5 separate regions of the Mus musculus genome follow, and all the other regions are linked to region 4. A link is a contact called in public HiCAR-type, HiChIP or PLAC-seq and promoter capture Hi-C data. All regions are on one chromosome and are shown on one strand. The core of a region is the stretch at or near the end of the contact, and the rest is flanking DNA. Distances in the headings are between cores, read along the strand shown. Region 1 holds the start of Srek1 (splicing regulatory glutamine/lysine-rich protein 1). Region 2 overlaps Mast4 (microtubule associated serine/threonine kinase family member 4). Region 3 holds the start of Utp15 (UTP15 small subunit processome component). Region 4 holds the start of Slc30a5 (solute carrier family 30 (zinc transporter), member 5). Region 5 holds the start of Fcho2 (FCH domain only 2).

The links. Promoter capture Hi-C pulls out the DNA fragments that hold promoters and counts their contacts. HiCAR-type assays count read pairs that join an accessible place to other places. HiChIP or PLAC-seq counts read pairs in DNA pulled down with a chosen protein or histone mark.
Region 1: a HiCAR-type map of astrocytes shows a contact between it and region 4, with 11 times the contacts expected there. The contact joins the promoter of Srek1 here to the promoter of Slc30a5 in region 4. A contact is called at or near these places in 4 of 39 promoter capture datasets (hippocampal neurons, liver and pre-B cells), 1 of 484 Hi-C or Micro-C datasets (embryonic stem cells), 2 of 115 datasets of contacts at active chromatin or transcription factors (astrocytes and embryonic stem cells) and 1 of 9 other capture datasets (adipose tissue).
Region 2: a contact with region 4 is called in an H3K27ac HiChIP or PLAC-seq map of embryonic stem cells, with 8 times the contacts expected there. The contact joins the enhancer-like site here to the promoter of Slc30a5 in region 4. A contact is called at or near these places in 2 of 484 Hi-C or Micro-C datasets (B cells and embryonic stem cells) and 8 of 115 datasets of contacts at active chromatin or transcription factors (astrocytes, embryonic stem cells, large pre-B cells and 4 more).
Region 3: a HiCAR-type map of astrocytes shows a contact between it and region 4, with 2.4 times the contacts expected there. The contact joins the promoter of Utp15 here to the promoter of Slc30a5 in region 4. A contact is called at or near these places in 2 of 39 promoter capture datasets (liver and pre-B cells) and 1 of 115 datasets of contacts at active chromatin or transcription factors (astrocytes).
Region 5: a promoter capture Hi-C map of liver shows a contact between it and region 4, with 5 times the contacts expected there. The contact joins the promoter of Fcho2 here to the promoter of Slc30a5 in region 4.

What each region holds. Positions count from the first base shown.
Region 1 is chr13:103,773,168-103,775,867 of GRCm38.p6, reverse strand. It overlaps Srek1 (splicing regulatory glutamine/lysine-rich protein 1), which reads left to right and starts at 1,260. Exons shown (of 12, transcript NM_001361085.1): 1 at 1,260-1,569. The coding sequence starts at 1,409. Gm52054 (a long non-coding RNA gene) reads right to left here and starts at 1,251. Exons shown (of 4, transcript XR_003950659.1): 1 at 832-1,251.
Region 2 is chr13:102,897,628-102,900,437 of GRCm38.p6, reverse strand. All of the region lies in intron 4 of Mast4 (microtubule associated serine/threonine kinase family member 4), which reads left to right. Among named protein-coding and RNA genes, the nearest start is that of Gm30106, 8.8 kb to the left of the region's middle. Within about 2 kb of position 1,492, at least 172 of the 459 cell types and tissues checked have an H3K27ac peak or open chromatin away from gene starts, as enhancers often do. A contact at or near this core is called in B cells, astrocytes and embryonic stem cells, where this site is marked.
Region 3 is chr13:98,261,641-98,264,340 of GRCm38.p6, reverse strand. Utp15 (UTP15 small subunit processome component) reads left to right here and starts at 1,349. Exons shown (of 13, transcript NM_178918.3): 1 at 1,349-1,466. Ankra2 (ankyrin repeat, family A (RFXANK-like), 2) reads right to left here and starts at 1,265. Exons shown (of 8, transcript NM_001271388.1): 1 at 865-1,265.
Region 4 is chr13:100,832,047-100,834,746 of GRCm38.p6, reverse strand. It overlaps Slc30a5 (solute carrier family 30 (zinc transporter), member 5), which reads left to right and starts at 1,320. Exons shown (of 16, transcript NM_022885.2): 1 at 1,320-1,646. The coding sequence starts at 1,570.
Region 5 is chr13:98,814,186-98,816,885 of GRCm38.p6, reverse strand. It overlaps Fcho2 (FCH domain only 2), which reads left to right and starts at 1,437. Exons shown (of 26, transcript NM_172591.3): 1 at 1,437-1,810. The coding sequence starts at 1,778. Gm34995 (a long non-coding RNA gene) reads right to left here and starts at 905. Exons shown (of 3, transcript XR_382806.4): 1 at 817-905. It also overlaps the pseudogene Gm18134.

The DNA of each region.
Region 1 (2,700 bases), core at 11-2,510, 2.9 Mb before region 4:
TCTGTAGACCAGGCTGGCCTCGAACTCAGAAATCCACCTGCCTCTGCCTCCCAAGTGCTGGGATCAAAGGCTTGCACCACCACCGCCCTGTGGCAACAAAGTCTTAATAATTAGTACATGTGTTGGGGTCTCCCTCCCCCAGCATAGCTGTAGCCATTTCGTTCCATGTCTGCTAGCTACTTCATATGTTGCTGTAGTGTGCCTGCCAGTCATTGACACAGAAAAATAACTTGACTCAGAACAGAGTCATGCTGATCACATACCCTGTTCTGTTCTGTGTGTTATGAGGTTTGTTAATCTTAAGAAATTCCACAACTGTAGGCTTCATGTAGGACCCATCAAATTAAAGGTCAATATAAACTGTCACGTCTAAAATGGCTTGAGTGAGGGCTGACTACCAGGCAGCCCTTCCAGCACCTGCATTGGAGCCCACTGTGGTTTGAGCGGTTTTAACCTTTAGAAGATGGCCATTAAGAAATATCCAGCGCTCAGCTTTTTGAGCTGTTGCCCTGGTCCATCAGGCTTGTGGTGTGAGTTATATAAACCATCCCTGTTTAACTGAGTTTGATGTTTGTGTGCTTTGTAGAGCAACTCCAGGACCCCAATAAGTTTTTATATTGTGGGCCCACAGGAATGGACTTGAACCATGAACTTTGGATATAGCTGCTCTGGTTGAAAATGATTGCGCAGTATTAAGGTGCAAGTTGCATGTAGACAGTTTGTGTCTTTTACCTGCCTTTGTCTAAAAGTATAGATATTAGGGCCCGCTAGTAAATAAATTGCATGTTATAAATTGACAGCAAAGCCTTTCATTCACTCATTTACCCTAACCTCCATAATTGGTGTGAAAATTTCCAAGAATTCTCATAATCAGGGTGCCTGCCAATTTTGAAAATAGGTTAAGCGGGGTTGCAGCCTGTATTTAATAATGAAGCTATTGTTTGGTCAGGTATTAATGTATAATGTCCAGATGTCATTGTCCCTTTACCACTGCAGCCCAGGCCTCTGGGTTCCTCCGCCTGATGTGGAGAAAGAGCCGAGCTGCTTAACTGACAGAAGCATCGAGAAGTGATGGAGTTTGTAGGCACAACCTCCGCAACCCTCACTGCAGCAGCAGGTAAACCTCTCTGAAGACCTAGTGACGCCTAGCAACAGTCCCGGCGACCTGACCCCAGGGCTGCGGCCGCCAGGACCCGCGGGGAGCCGCCGCGTTGCCAGGGCGACGCTTCCGGCCGGCGCGCGCAGCCCCCGGAGCAGGAGAGTTGCGCGATGGGCGGCTAGACGTGCCCGGGCGCGGAGGATTAGCTCTCGGGAGCGCGCTCGCGGCCGCGCGCCTCTGCTTCCCAGGCTCCGTCGCTGACGCGTCGTGGACGTTGGGGAGCGGGAAGGCAGCAGCAGCGAGGCCGGGATGAACAGCGGCGGCGGCTTCGGCTTGGGCTTAGGCTTCGGCCTCTTCCCTACGACGGTGATTCAGGTGACGAACCTCTCGTCGGCGGTGACCAGCGAGCAGATGAGGACGCTCTTTTCCTTCCTAGGAGAAATCGAGGAGCTACGGCTCTACCCCCCAGAGTGAGTGCTGGAGCCCGGCGGGGGGAGGGGCGCGCCGCCATCCAGACCTCGGGCGCCGAGGGAGGCACGGGGCGAGCGCGGGCGTCACGTGACGGCGCGCTTCCCTAGGCGGCCATGTTTGATGAGGGCACCCGGCCGGCCGCGGGGCCTCTCCGCGGTGAGGTTTTGTTAATTGAGCTCCACGCGGGGTTCCTGCAGAGGACTTAGGGGTGCCTTCCTCTCTCGAGCCTCCGGGACTGTGGTTGATGCCCGGCCTTCGAGTTGGGTGCCCCGGGCCTTTGGTTTCCCCCGAACTTAAGATGGCCGCAGGTGGGCCGGCGACAGTCCTCATGGCAAATGCCTATAACGTTTCTTTTTTTTTTTTTTTTTTTTGCACTGGGAGAATCGTGGAGAACGCCAGCAACGCCAACGCCCGGACCTCTAGGTCTTAATGTCAGGCTGCTAGCGCTGCTGAGGGAGCGAGCGGATGACAACATGGAATCGGGGCTGTTTTTGTTCTCCGGGGTGATCTTAGACATTTACCATCGTTTTGGTTTTTCTAACCGAGCCCATATTCACGATCTTAAAGATCACGTCAATCTCTCCTTTTGGCAACAGCCTGAATTTTCCTTCTCCAAGAAGGTCACGCTGGCTCAGACGTTTCAAAAAGTATAAATCGGTGCAGAATTATCACTACTGTGTACATGTGTTTAAAATCCAGCGCTCGCTTCTTAGGCAGTGTACTTGAAGTGGTAAATTTCCCTTATGCAGTATTCACTAATCGGATAACTTGTAATGGTTTTACCGTTCGTAACATTCTCACACTCATAAACTTTAAGAAAATACTAAGGGCCACGGTATTTTGTTCTTTATGCTAAAATTATTTGAAGGAAAAGTTGTCCACGATTTTTTTGGGAAAAGATTTTGGCTTATTTCATAGTCATGCACACAGAACAATATATCTCTCTACTCTCTGTAAGTAGCAGAATGGCTACAAATTGATTTCTTACGGATGTGACTATTTAATGTTATGCATTCAAAAAAGTTGAAATAAAACAGTGACTGCCTATCAGTATTCTTTTCACTTGGTGCAGGTGATTATTAAATTTTCATTTATTCTAGCTGGGCGCGTTGCCAGGCGCCTTAATCCCA
Region 2 (2,810 bases), core at 243-2,742, 2.1 Mb before region 4:
AGCGGGGGTAGTAGGGTGGGGGGGATGGATACCTGGAGTTGCTTCTTGTATCCCCCTCCTCCCACACACACAGTTAAAACCACATTTGTGGAGTTTTGATTCTGTTTGAAGGACCACTGGGAATTCATTCCTGCCTTCCGTTCATGCTGAGGCAAGGACTACAGTAGTGAATAAGTCAGCCTCACCAGTAAACAGATATCTAAAGAAGCCCATTGCCAAATTGGGGTCAGTGTTCCGACAGCTGCAAGAGTGTGGAAGGGAGAGAGAGAGAGAGAGAGAGAGAGAGAGAGAGAGAGAGAGAGAGAGAGAGAGAGGGAGAGAGGGAGAGAGGGAGAGAGAGAGAGAGTAACCTTGTGGGTGTGGAGTGGGGACTGCTTTAAATAAAGAGGCTAGGGAAGTCCCTTTGAAAAGGTAATATTTAAAGGGAGGCTGAAGACTGTGAGAAACATTTGGGGGGGGGGCAACTGTCTGGCAACATCAAAGTCTCTTGAGGCAGGAAGGACAAAAAGAAAGTCCCCAGACAGGAAGTTGAATTTAGGTATAGGGCATTGACCTGGAAACCATCATTTATACCATGGGAGGTGTAGATTATCTTAGTCTGGAAGAAAAACAGCGTCATTGAAGGAATGGGCAGAGATGACTTTCAAGGGGATAAGTCCCCCAAGAGTGAAGGGTGGCCTGTGTGCATGCGTGCGTGAGTGTTGTCTCTGGCTCACACAGTGGGGAGACCATCAGTGCCCCCAGCATCAACAGTTGTCCAGTGGTACTCTGAGTTGTCATTTGACCAGCACGGTTGGTGTGAAGCAAGGAAATGCAGATTGGGTGGTGACCACCTTTTGTGGGCAGATAAACCCAGAGGTCATGCATCGTGGCACCAAGCCTTATATGTTCAGGCAGCCCAGGAGCCTCGTTCCTGAATCACATCCCCTTACTCACCGTCTGCTCACCCCATGGGCTGCTCCATCACCAGAGTTGGCAAGGGCAGAAGTTTCCTTTTCACATCCTCCCTGGAAGTTCAAGTTCCTCCCACAGCCTGTGAACCTCGCCTCCCCTCCTCTCCCCTCCCCTCTCCTCCCCTCCCCTCTCCTTCTCTTCCCTCTGAGCTTGCTGCTGGAGTTTCACTTTAAAGCCTTGACTCAGCTGGGTGCGGTAGCCTACACCTGTAATATCAGCAGCACTCTGGTGGAAGAGGCAGGAGGATTGCTGCATGTTCAGGCTATTTGGTCTATGGGACAAGTTTTAGGCTAGCCGGGGCTATACTGTGAGACCCTGTCCGCAAACAGACATATGAACCCACATAAAGCCCCGGATCTTCTTGGGCCTAATTCCCCTCACTGTTGGCTCCCTCCTGAGCCCTGGCACCAGGCCGTTTCTCAGCAGCTGGTTCCACAGGTGGCCGAAACCAGGCCCCACTTGTGGCTCCTCCTCGCCTCTCCACGCCTGACCTGCGGGCTAGGCCCCTCCCTGAGTCCCTGAGCCATTTCCTCCCACTCCTGGCCTTGCCCAGGCCTGTTTCATAACTGCTTCCTTTCATCCCTCTCCTGTCTTCACGTTCTCCACTGTGCCTTGCCTATTGCTGCAGGACTCGCCCTGTCATCCTCTCATCCAGTCAGCTCCAGCTTGGCTAATGTGCCCTGAAGCTGCCTTGTAGAGCTCACCCCTCCTCCCCGGCCCTGCCACACCGTGCCCAGCCTTTTCCCCGAATAATTCATCCAGGGAAGAGAGGGCTCTACTCCAAGACTTTGGTATATACGGCTCTTGCTGCTGTCTGCTGAGAGCCTGGGTTTCCGCCTAGCATAGGGAGTTCTGACAGTCTCTGCAGTTCCCCCTTAAGGCTGACCAGATCGCAGCAATCAGGAGAACAAAGGCAGGTGGATTCTCAGAGTTCAAGGCCAGCCTGGCTCAGAATGGGAGCTCCCAAGTTGTCACTGCTGCCCTGTAATGTTCAGGTGTATGGTGATGGAGGAGGAGGCAGAGCAGTGAGGAATGTATAAAGTGAAAAAAGTGGGTTTCCAAAAAAAAAAAAATGCATTGGAAATAATCGATGAGGACATGGAAGCTTATGCTTTGGAGAAGGAGTCACAGCTCTTCACCCTGTAACTAGGCAGTGCGTTTGTGCTTCTCTGGCTGGCTGCTTTAAGGTCCAGGATACTGGGACAGGGAGGTAGGATATGAGAAAGAATGTGTTAGTCTTTTATGGCTTTGCCTGGTTTTCTTTACAAATATATCTGGTATCAGGAGTTTAAATAGTATCTTTTAAAGCAGGGGAGTCATAAGCTTTGCAATAGAGACTAAAAAGCTGGTAGATATTGGTATCAAAAAATCCTTAGTCCCTATGGGTCTGTAGAGGAAGAAGGCTTGGAACTGGGCTGGAGCTATACAACTCTGTGGGGAGTCTTCTGTGTATTGGTTAGAATAAAAGTAGCTCTTCCCTTGGAGAGATTCCGATTGGACCCTCCCCAGCAGGGTCCGGAGCACGCCCAACTCTAGTGTGAGCACACACAGAGGTATTTTATTTTAACCTGTCTTATCTTCACTAGATGTCATCTAGTCATTTGAGTGTGACATCATGGTAACTGAATAATCGCTTTGAAAGTTAAGGAGGAGAGCCAAGATGTTTTTAAAAAGGGCCTGGGGCCACGGGGATGAAAGTGGATGGGTGGTGTCCATAACTTTGTCTATTGGAAGCCATCACTCTCTATGAGTAGAGCTGGCTATGTATTAATAGTCACGAACGTGTTTTTCATGACACATGGGTACACTTTGTAACGAGAGAAATCTCTAAATAAAAGTTCACACGGGCTGTTAAT
Region 3 (2,700 bases), core at 100-2,599, 2.6 Mb after region 4:
TTTATAGCACTCAATGGGAACTGTTTCTAAGGAAAGAACAATTTCTTCTAGGCACGTGTGGGTTGAGCCGCAACTCCACCCCCTCTCCTCCCCAGTTCTCCCAGGGGATGTCCAGTGCTATTCTCTTGAAAACTTCCTTTCAAGCTCCCATTAAAGGGGGAAAAAACTGCCAGATGGAGATCTTTTTTCTTTTGACACGAGGTCTTACTTATTTTGTAGCCTCGACTCTGACTCCGGAGTGCTGGGATTAAAGGTGTGTACCACCTCCCTCACCTGGTTTAAGATCACTCTTAGGAGCCACCGCACACAAAACCTACCTAGTGCCTCATATTTTCTGATCTTAATTTGGACAATTTTTTTTTTTACAGTTTCTTTCCCATATTTTCTAATTGGGTCTGATAATTTATTTTCAACACCAACTAATTCGATGTGCTAGACATGCAAATCACGAGTTTCCCGAGACTCAATCCTTCCTAAAATGGGGTTAAAATAGTCACCTCTTTGCGGACCCCTATAGAACAATAGGTTTCAATAGACGGAATTACCAGTCTTTGACCAGAGAACAGGAAAGGAAAAGGGAACGGTTATCTAGACTGGATTACAGAGATAAGCAAAGACTGTTGATTCGCCAAGACTTGAAGCACAAGGGAGGGAAAAAACGAAATGACAGAGATGGTGAGAAAGAGTTAAGAAAGAAAGGGTGGGTAGGCTCGCCAGCCAGACGCCTGGGAAGGGAGAGTATAATGCAAGCAGGGGGCACAGTCCCCAATGGAAGCTAATCACAGAGGCTTCGGGTTCTTCCTAATTCTTGAAATTGTCCTACAGTGGGGGCAAAGGTGCTATAAAAAACGAAAGGCGTCTCACGGGCGACAGGTGTCCGGGCGGGCGTTCCCGCTCTACGGCCGCGGGGTGACACCCGCTCCCGCTCCGACGCGGCGAGCGGATCCGGGGACAGGGGCCGGTCAGGCGGGTGGTACACGCGCCCTGAGCTCAGCGGGAGAGCGGCTCTGGCCTGGCCTAGCCAGATCGGTCCCGAGCCCCGGGCCTGCTTCGGGCCCAGACGTCACTTCCTATCTTTTATCTCCTCTGGAAAAAGCCCAGAGCGTTCGGTGAAGGCGAGACGACTCCCAGGGATCGCTTCTTGTTTCCCTAGCGCCCCGTAGCCCATCCTCTCGGAGAACCATGGATCGCCTCAGTTCCGGGTCATTGGAGAGCGGCCCGGGGCCCCGCCCAGGGCCCCGCCCACCAGGGCGCTTTCTTGTAGTTCTTTGGGTCGTAAACCTTCTGCGCCTGCGCTGCACGTCATCTTCCCGCGACGCGCCTCTGCGCCTCCGCGTTTCCGGCTCCTGGACTGTCCGCGTGATTTTGAGCGAGTGCTGCAGAGCGGTATGCTGTAGGGAGCTGGCGAAGTCTGGGGAGTCGTCCTGGGGATCGGTGCCTCGGTGGACCCTCGGGGCCCCGCGGAGGTAGGCGATGGCGGCTCCCGGTGGCGGCCCAGGCTCTGCTCAGTCCTCACTGTGATCTCTGACATCCTGGACGTCTGTTCTGGGGCTTCCCCCGGAGATCACTGAACTTATCTGCCTCCGCGATTTAATTTTGACCCAGGCTTTGCTCCTCTGTAGTCGCTCTCCTAGCCACCTCTGTCAGTCCCTGGAGCAATCTCTTCTCCAAGGCCAAGGACAGAATTCTGTTTTAGTGATTTGAGGATGGCTGGGTATTCGTCCCTCTCTGCACCTCCGCTCTGCTTCTTTTGTGCCCATCGTGCCACATTATGCTTAGAGACCCCGCTGAAATGACATTATGTCCAGGTAGAATTAAACATCTCCCTCTTACATGTTCTCAGTACCCTTCAGGGTTTATTTGATCACACCTTGTGTCGTAATGCCTGTTATTCCGTGAATCCCAGTTTCTTAGGTCCTGACTTGGTCCAGTGATTTTCCTAACATTCGTTTTCATAGCATCTCATTGCTTGTTCTGTCTTCCCTTGCACGTCCCCGCCAATGCTGTTCTTCATTTGTGTAACTTAGCAAGCCAGCGCTACTTCTCACTTCTTTCCTCGAAAACCTTTCATTTCTTGAAAAATAGACTTAGGAGGTACTATTCCTGGGACAGATCTATTCCGGTGCCTGTTTTTATCTAGTGAGCCAATAATGGTTTTTGCAGATAAACATACTGTCTTATGTACAGTGATTTGGCTTGAAACTAAATGAAATAGGCCTTGACCTCAAAGAATTGTATTTCCTTTCAACAACAACAAATGCGTTTGTGAGTACTAGTGAAAAAATTTCTTGCCATGTCATTAACTATAGAATATCTTCTGCTTTGTCGGTTGGTTGGCCAGACCTAAAATATTTACCATCTGGCCCTTGATAGTGTTTGAGAACACCTGTTGGAAGGCAGAGAGGGATTTCTGAGGGACAGAATGACTTCCTGTGCTGACCTTAAATAGGAAGTACGTAGTGAAAGGGCATTCCTGGTATGTTAAAGCAAAAGTGAGTGTGAAGTGAATGAACCTTGGTTTGCTCTGCTTCATCAAAATAGCAATTAGAATAAGTTAAACTGATTGCTTTGGTGCTGCTGATGTCGGCTGTGCAGGCTTTTCAGAGTGGACAGAGAGTATCGTCGATATAATCGTCCATCTGATACTCCCGACTGTCTTCAGTTGAATGCTTCTCGTGTTAAGAACTTAGATTCTTCTTC
Region 4 (2,700 bases), core at 71-2,570:
TATCAACTAATTATGATTTGTCCTTCTGGAAACCCCACTTTCTCCTTCAAATCACCAGTCCAAACCTCCCTCAGTAATAATAGCTAACACTTACTGAGTAATACTAAATGCCACTCACATTCCCTCTGAACAGCTTTATAATATAGATATTACTATTCCTACTTTCCGGAAAGGGGGTGTGTGCCTATAATGCCAGCACTTGGAAGACAGAAGCAGGGAGACCAGAGTTCCAGTCCGTCCTTAGCTATATATCAAGTTGGAAGCCAGCCTAGGCTACATAAGACCTTGCCTCTATATAACAACAACAAACGACGAACGGGAGGAAAACTAAACAACAGATAGGTCAAGTGACTACAATTGTTTATTTCTTTTCTTGTTCCTTTTGAGACAGGATCTCACCTTGTAGTCCTGGCTAGCTTAGAATTCAGTATGTAGACCAGGCTGGCTTCAAACTGCCTCTGGCTATAATTGGGATTAGAAGCATGCGCCACCATGCTGACCAAGATGTCCACAATTATTGAGACTCAGACCAATAGAGACCCAGGTACCTGTAAAAAAATAGCTTTTATATAGATATGTCTACACTAAGTAATATCATTTCAAAGACAGGATTGAAGAAAATCAATATTTTTAGAAAGGGAATAAAATTGTTTACAATAGCACACCTGTAGCCCCTTCCTTCTGTGTTCCCTCTCACACACTTGAGCAGGTTAGCCTGTACTCCTGCCCAACAATTAAATCCACAAGCAGTTGCCTTTCTCCATTGTTTTAGCCTCCCACTCTGCGTTATCGTATCATCAGAAATCCAAAAATAATAATCTCTTTGTGGGAGTCACAGGCACTTCAAAAAACTTTTAGCTTTCTCATTAGAAAAAAAAAAAAAAAAAAAACAAAAAAAAACCGTTAATGCACTTGAGTTAGCAACGCCTATATGTGGCTCACGCCTGAAATTCATCATCCAGGTTTATGAGGCTAGCCTGGGCTACATGCTGAGTTCTAGGTCTATCTGGGCTACAAAGTGAAGCCGTTTAAGAAAGAAGAACCCTGAAGCAAAGGGCTAAGCTCTGTTTGTTAACACAAATATGCATTTTCTAGGGGACCATCCATCCATCCCTCGAGCGAGGAGAACACGCTGTAGCCAAGATGGACCTTAGGTGGCGCTGCAGGGACCTCTTAGGGGCTTCTCTTGAAGACGCGAGGAGGGGGCGGGTCGAGCGGAGCCTTCCCAGCGGTGGGAGGAGCCTGAGTGAAGCGAAGCCACGTGTCCACCAGCGCGCAGGCGCAGGATTGGTCACTCCCCCGGGAGTGAGGGCTGCCGGGGCGGATGACGTGGCCCGGTAACGTTCCTGCCCGTACGGCCTCCGGGGAACGGCGCTGCCGGAACAGCCCGCGGCCTAGTCCCGCCCAGCGTGCGTGTGCCTGCTTGCCGAGCCCGGGCTAGCGGCGGAGACTGCCGAGCTTGCGAGGACGCTGCTGACATGGGGGAGTGACGCGCCTGCGCCCGCGCTTCCGCAGCGGCGGCGAGCCATGAGGAGAGCCCGCGGCGCGGGCAGCGGCTCCTGAGCCTGCATGGAGGAGAAGTACGGCGGGGACGCGCGGCCCGGGCCCGGCGGTGGCCTCGGGCCGGTGGACGTGCCCAGCGCCCGGTAAGGTGGGATTCCACGGCCGCCGGCGGTGCGGACAAGCTTCCCGCCTTGCTCGGACCCCGCGGGCTACCTCTGCGGTCCGTGGCTTGAGATCGGCGAGCGGGCGGGAGTCTGGGCTCGGGACGCACTGCCTGCCAGGTTCCAGTCCCTAGAGAGAGAGGATCTGAATGTCCCTCCCTGCCACTTAAGTAACGCAGGGCTCCGTAGCCTGTCCCACGGCTCGCCCAGAGGATATGCGCAAGGTGTCACCGTCTCAGGCGAAGAAACCAAAGTACAAGCCGATGAACTTGGGTATACAGCACAGCAAAAATGCAACCCTGTCATCGAGTTTTCGTTGCCGTGGTTTTGTGGGGAGAGGTGGGGGCTTATTCTAATAGTACGAAATGTACGTTCCCCCTCTCCCCCAAAACTCATGCCGTACGGGGATTCGTAGCGTGGAAATTCTTTACTTTTCCTCCAGCCTAAATTATTTTCCTTTTCCTAAAGCCTCTAGCCAGTTGTGCCCTTAGGTCCTGTCCTAAGTTCTGAGGTGGTGTTAAATAAAGCCCAACAATTTCGTTCAAACTGGTTAGCAGTATGTACGATGAGATTTCGTGATTGTTTTTGAAAAGGTTCTTAGACCGTGGTTACAGCGATACCAGCTAACTTTTGTCTGGGGGGGTGGGGGTGGAACCCATATGCCGAGTAGAATTTAAACCAACTGCGGGATTTGCAGAATGCATTTGGTTTTCTGTCTATTTTCAGCAATTCATTTATAGCATGTCACGTGTCAACCAGTGACCATAAAACAGCTAGATGCAGAAGGGGCTAGTGCTATGGTTTGGTAATAAAGGGAAGTAATAGAAGGGACAAGACTAGGTCAGGTCACAAAATTGGACTATGGAGACAGATTAAAGTATCAGATCTTTGTTAAATTTCCTGTTGATAACTCCAGATTTCATAGCAGAGTTGCCATATTTTTAGGAAATACAAGGGTAAAATGTGATATACTTCATTTACTCTCAAACAGTTCAAGGATGGGGGGGGGGGGAGAGTGAGAGTATAAATAGTTTAA
Region 5 (2,700 bases), core at 188-2,687, 2.0 Mb after region 4:
TTCTAGCTGGGGATAATGGAGGTCTCCTCCCACAGGCGCTTGTTACTGTGGAAGCCATTACCCAGGTGTGTGTAGTACTTCTCGATGATGACCTGGGCCGCCTTCTTCACAGTCTTGGTGTGAACTCGGCCCATGTTGGCGGGTCTCAGTAAAAAAAGGAAACTCGGGGATCCTCTCTCGCACTAAGCCTGGTGATATTAGGAATCCAGTACCAGCCGCTTTTGCAGGGTGAGCTTTCTTACTCCTTTTGTTAGAATTTTCTTCTATCTTAAGCACCAAGGATAGCATAACTGGGCTGATGGTTTACAAAACAAAAGCAAATATTTATTTTAAATGGAAGAGTTAACATATACAAGAAAAACAAAAACAAACAAACAAAGGAGAGATTGCTCAGTGGTTATGAGTATTAATGCTCTTGGAGAGGACCCTGATTCAATTCCAAAGTCCACATGGTGATTCACAACTTTCTGTATCTTCAGTTTCAGAGGATCCCACACGCTCTTCTGGTCTTATTGGGCACTAGGCACACACATGGAATTCATACCTAACATGCAGGCAAATCACTCATACACATAGACCTTTTAAAATAGTATATGGAAATAGCATCTTTCCATCATTCAACTACTTGTATGGCCAATCTTGTTCCTCCTATACCCTAGTCTTCTGCCCTGCTTCCACCAAATACTCCTGAGCAGATGCTAGATGTCTTAGCTTTACGTGAATATTTCTGAAAGATATTCTTATAAAGGCACAACCTTTGTCTGGTTATCTTTTGCTATCGACTATATAAAAGATACATGAAAAGTGTTTACATACATCGTTTGGGGAGGCAAATAATTTCCTTTGAAGAAAGTGCTACATTGTCCATGTTTGAAAACGATCTTAGGACGTGCGGTGTTCATACTGTAGTTAAAACTACACTAAATCATCTCTGGAGCTTGACTTCCAACTTGCAGATCTTTGACTTAGCTTAATGAACTTGGGACCTCTAAAGTTTTTTAAACTTTTGGAAAGAAAGGCATGGCGAGGGATTTCTTTTCCCCATCAGGCCGAAGCATGTTAAAACTTGTGTCCTTTCCTCCTGGGTGTACAAACTGGTAAGATTACCACCATGGGCTTTGTGAACAGGCCTGGAAGAGTCGCGTTTCGGGTCACGCCTGCTCTCGGCAGGCGGTCCAGGCCGGCTGGCTCCCTTGTGACCGACTGCACTGCCTGAGTCTTGCAGGCGACACTGGGCGTTCCCTCCCTTTCCGGCCTTGGACAGTTTTGTTTTGGATCTTACTTCCCAGTCAAGGAGAGGCTCCCTGTTGACCAAAGGTTTCCCAGTCTCCTTGGGGTGGCCGGCTGCCAAGTTTCCTTAGTCCCAGTCTGCCAGGACCTGGGACTGCTGGAGATCCTAGAAGGCCAGGACGCTGGACGCGAGGGGGCGTGGCCCTATTAGCTCCGCCCCCCGGGCCTGCGGGTAGCTCGACTCCCGCCAGCCCCGGAGGCTCGCGCAGACTAAGCTCTGTACCATTCCTTGCGAACGCTCGGACCCGGACAGGCTGCGCGCACGCGCACTCGGGAGCGACAGTCAGGCTCTCGCCCCGTGGTGGCGGCGGCCGCGCCTGCCGCTAGGTGGCGCATGCGCCCTAGAGGGCGCGGGCGGTCTCTGGGAAGAAGGCGGCGGCGGCGAGAGGCGGGGGCGCCGTAGGGGCCGGTCCGTGTTTACACAGCGGCGGGCGGGTGCGGACGCGGAACCCGGCGCGGCGGCGGCGGCGGCGGCGGCGGCGGCAAGATGGTCATGGCGCATTTCGTGGAGAATTTCTGGGTGAGCGGAGGGTGTTGGGGACGCCGCGGGCTTCGGTTTCTCCCCGCGGCCTGCGTGCGCGGCGGGCGGCGGCTCCTCGGGCGGCCGAGCGAGAGTCCACGGCCCCGGGGTTGCCCGGCCGAGCTCCCGCGGGCCACGGCTCTCCGGCCACCCGCCTCCTCCGGGTTGGCCACTGCGCGCGGCGCCCGGGCTGGCAGCGCGGCCCGGGAGTCTCGGCGGGGACTCCAGAGGGCCGGCGGCGCCGGGCGGGGACAAAGCGCCGACGGGGCGTGCGTGCGCGGCGTCCGGCGCGGGGAGCCGGGCACCCGGCTGGTCGGCTTCCCGCGGCGCAGGCCCGGGACCCCACGCAGAGTCCGTGCAGGGCCGAGCGGGCTCGGCACTTCCTCTTGGCCGCGCGGCTGGGCTGGTGGGGGCTGCGCCCAGGACTTTGCCTTCAGGCCTGCTCACAAAGCCCGTGGAAGTTGGGTTTCGTGGACCTTCCTCGGGCTCCCCACACCCCTCTAGTCTCCTCGCCGTGTGATTTCGTGCAGTTGCTGTTAGCCGATCGTGGCAAGTACGCTTCTGCCATGAACAGGAAAGTTACGTGTTTACTCAGGTATCTTGGCCGAACTTGGGTTTTCGTGGCCCGACAGTTGCAAATACGGCACCACTTTCATTTAGGTAAGGTGTTGAAAGGAGTCAGCTTTCAGTCATGCCAGCTACTGCTAGCTGAGATTCTTAATTCAGTCTCAAGCACGGGCTTGAATACAATCAGTTCATGGTTATTTGTTTTGAATGTTAATTCGCTTTTCGCAATCATCTGTACTCGGTGGTGTTTTTAAAGAGCGGTTTTATGCATGCACTTAAAGTGTATACTGTGAAGAGTTCCTCATTGTTTTTTTGCAAACATC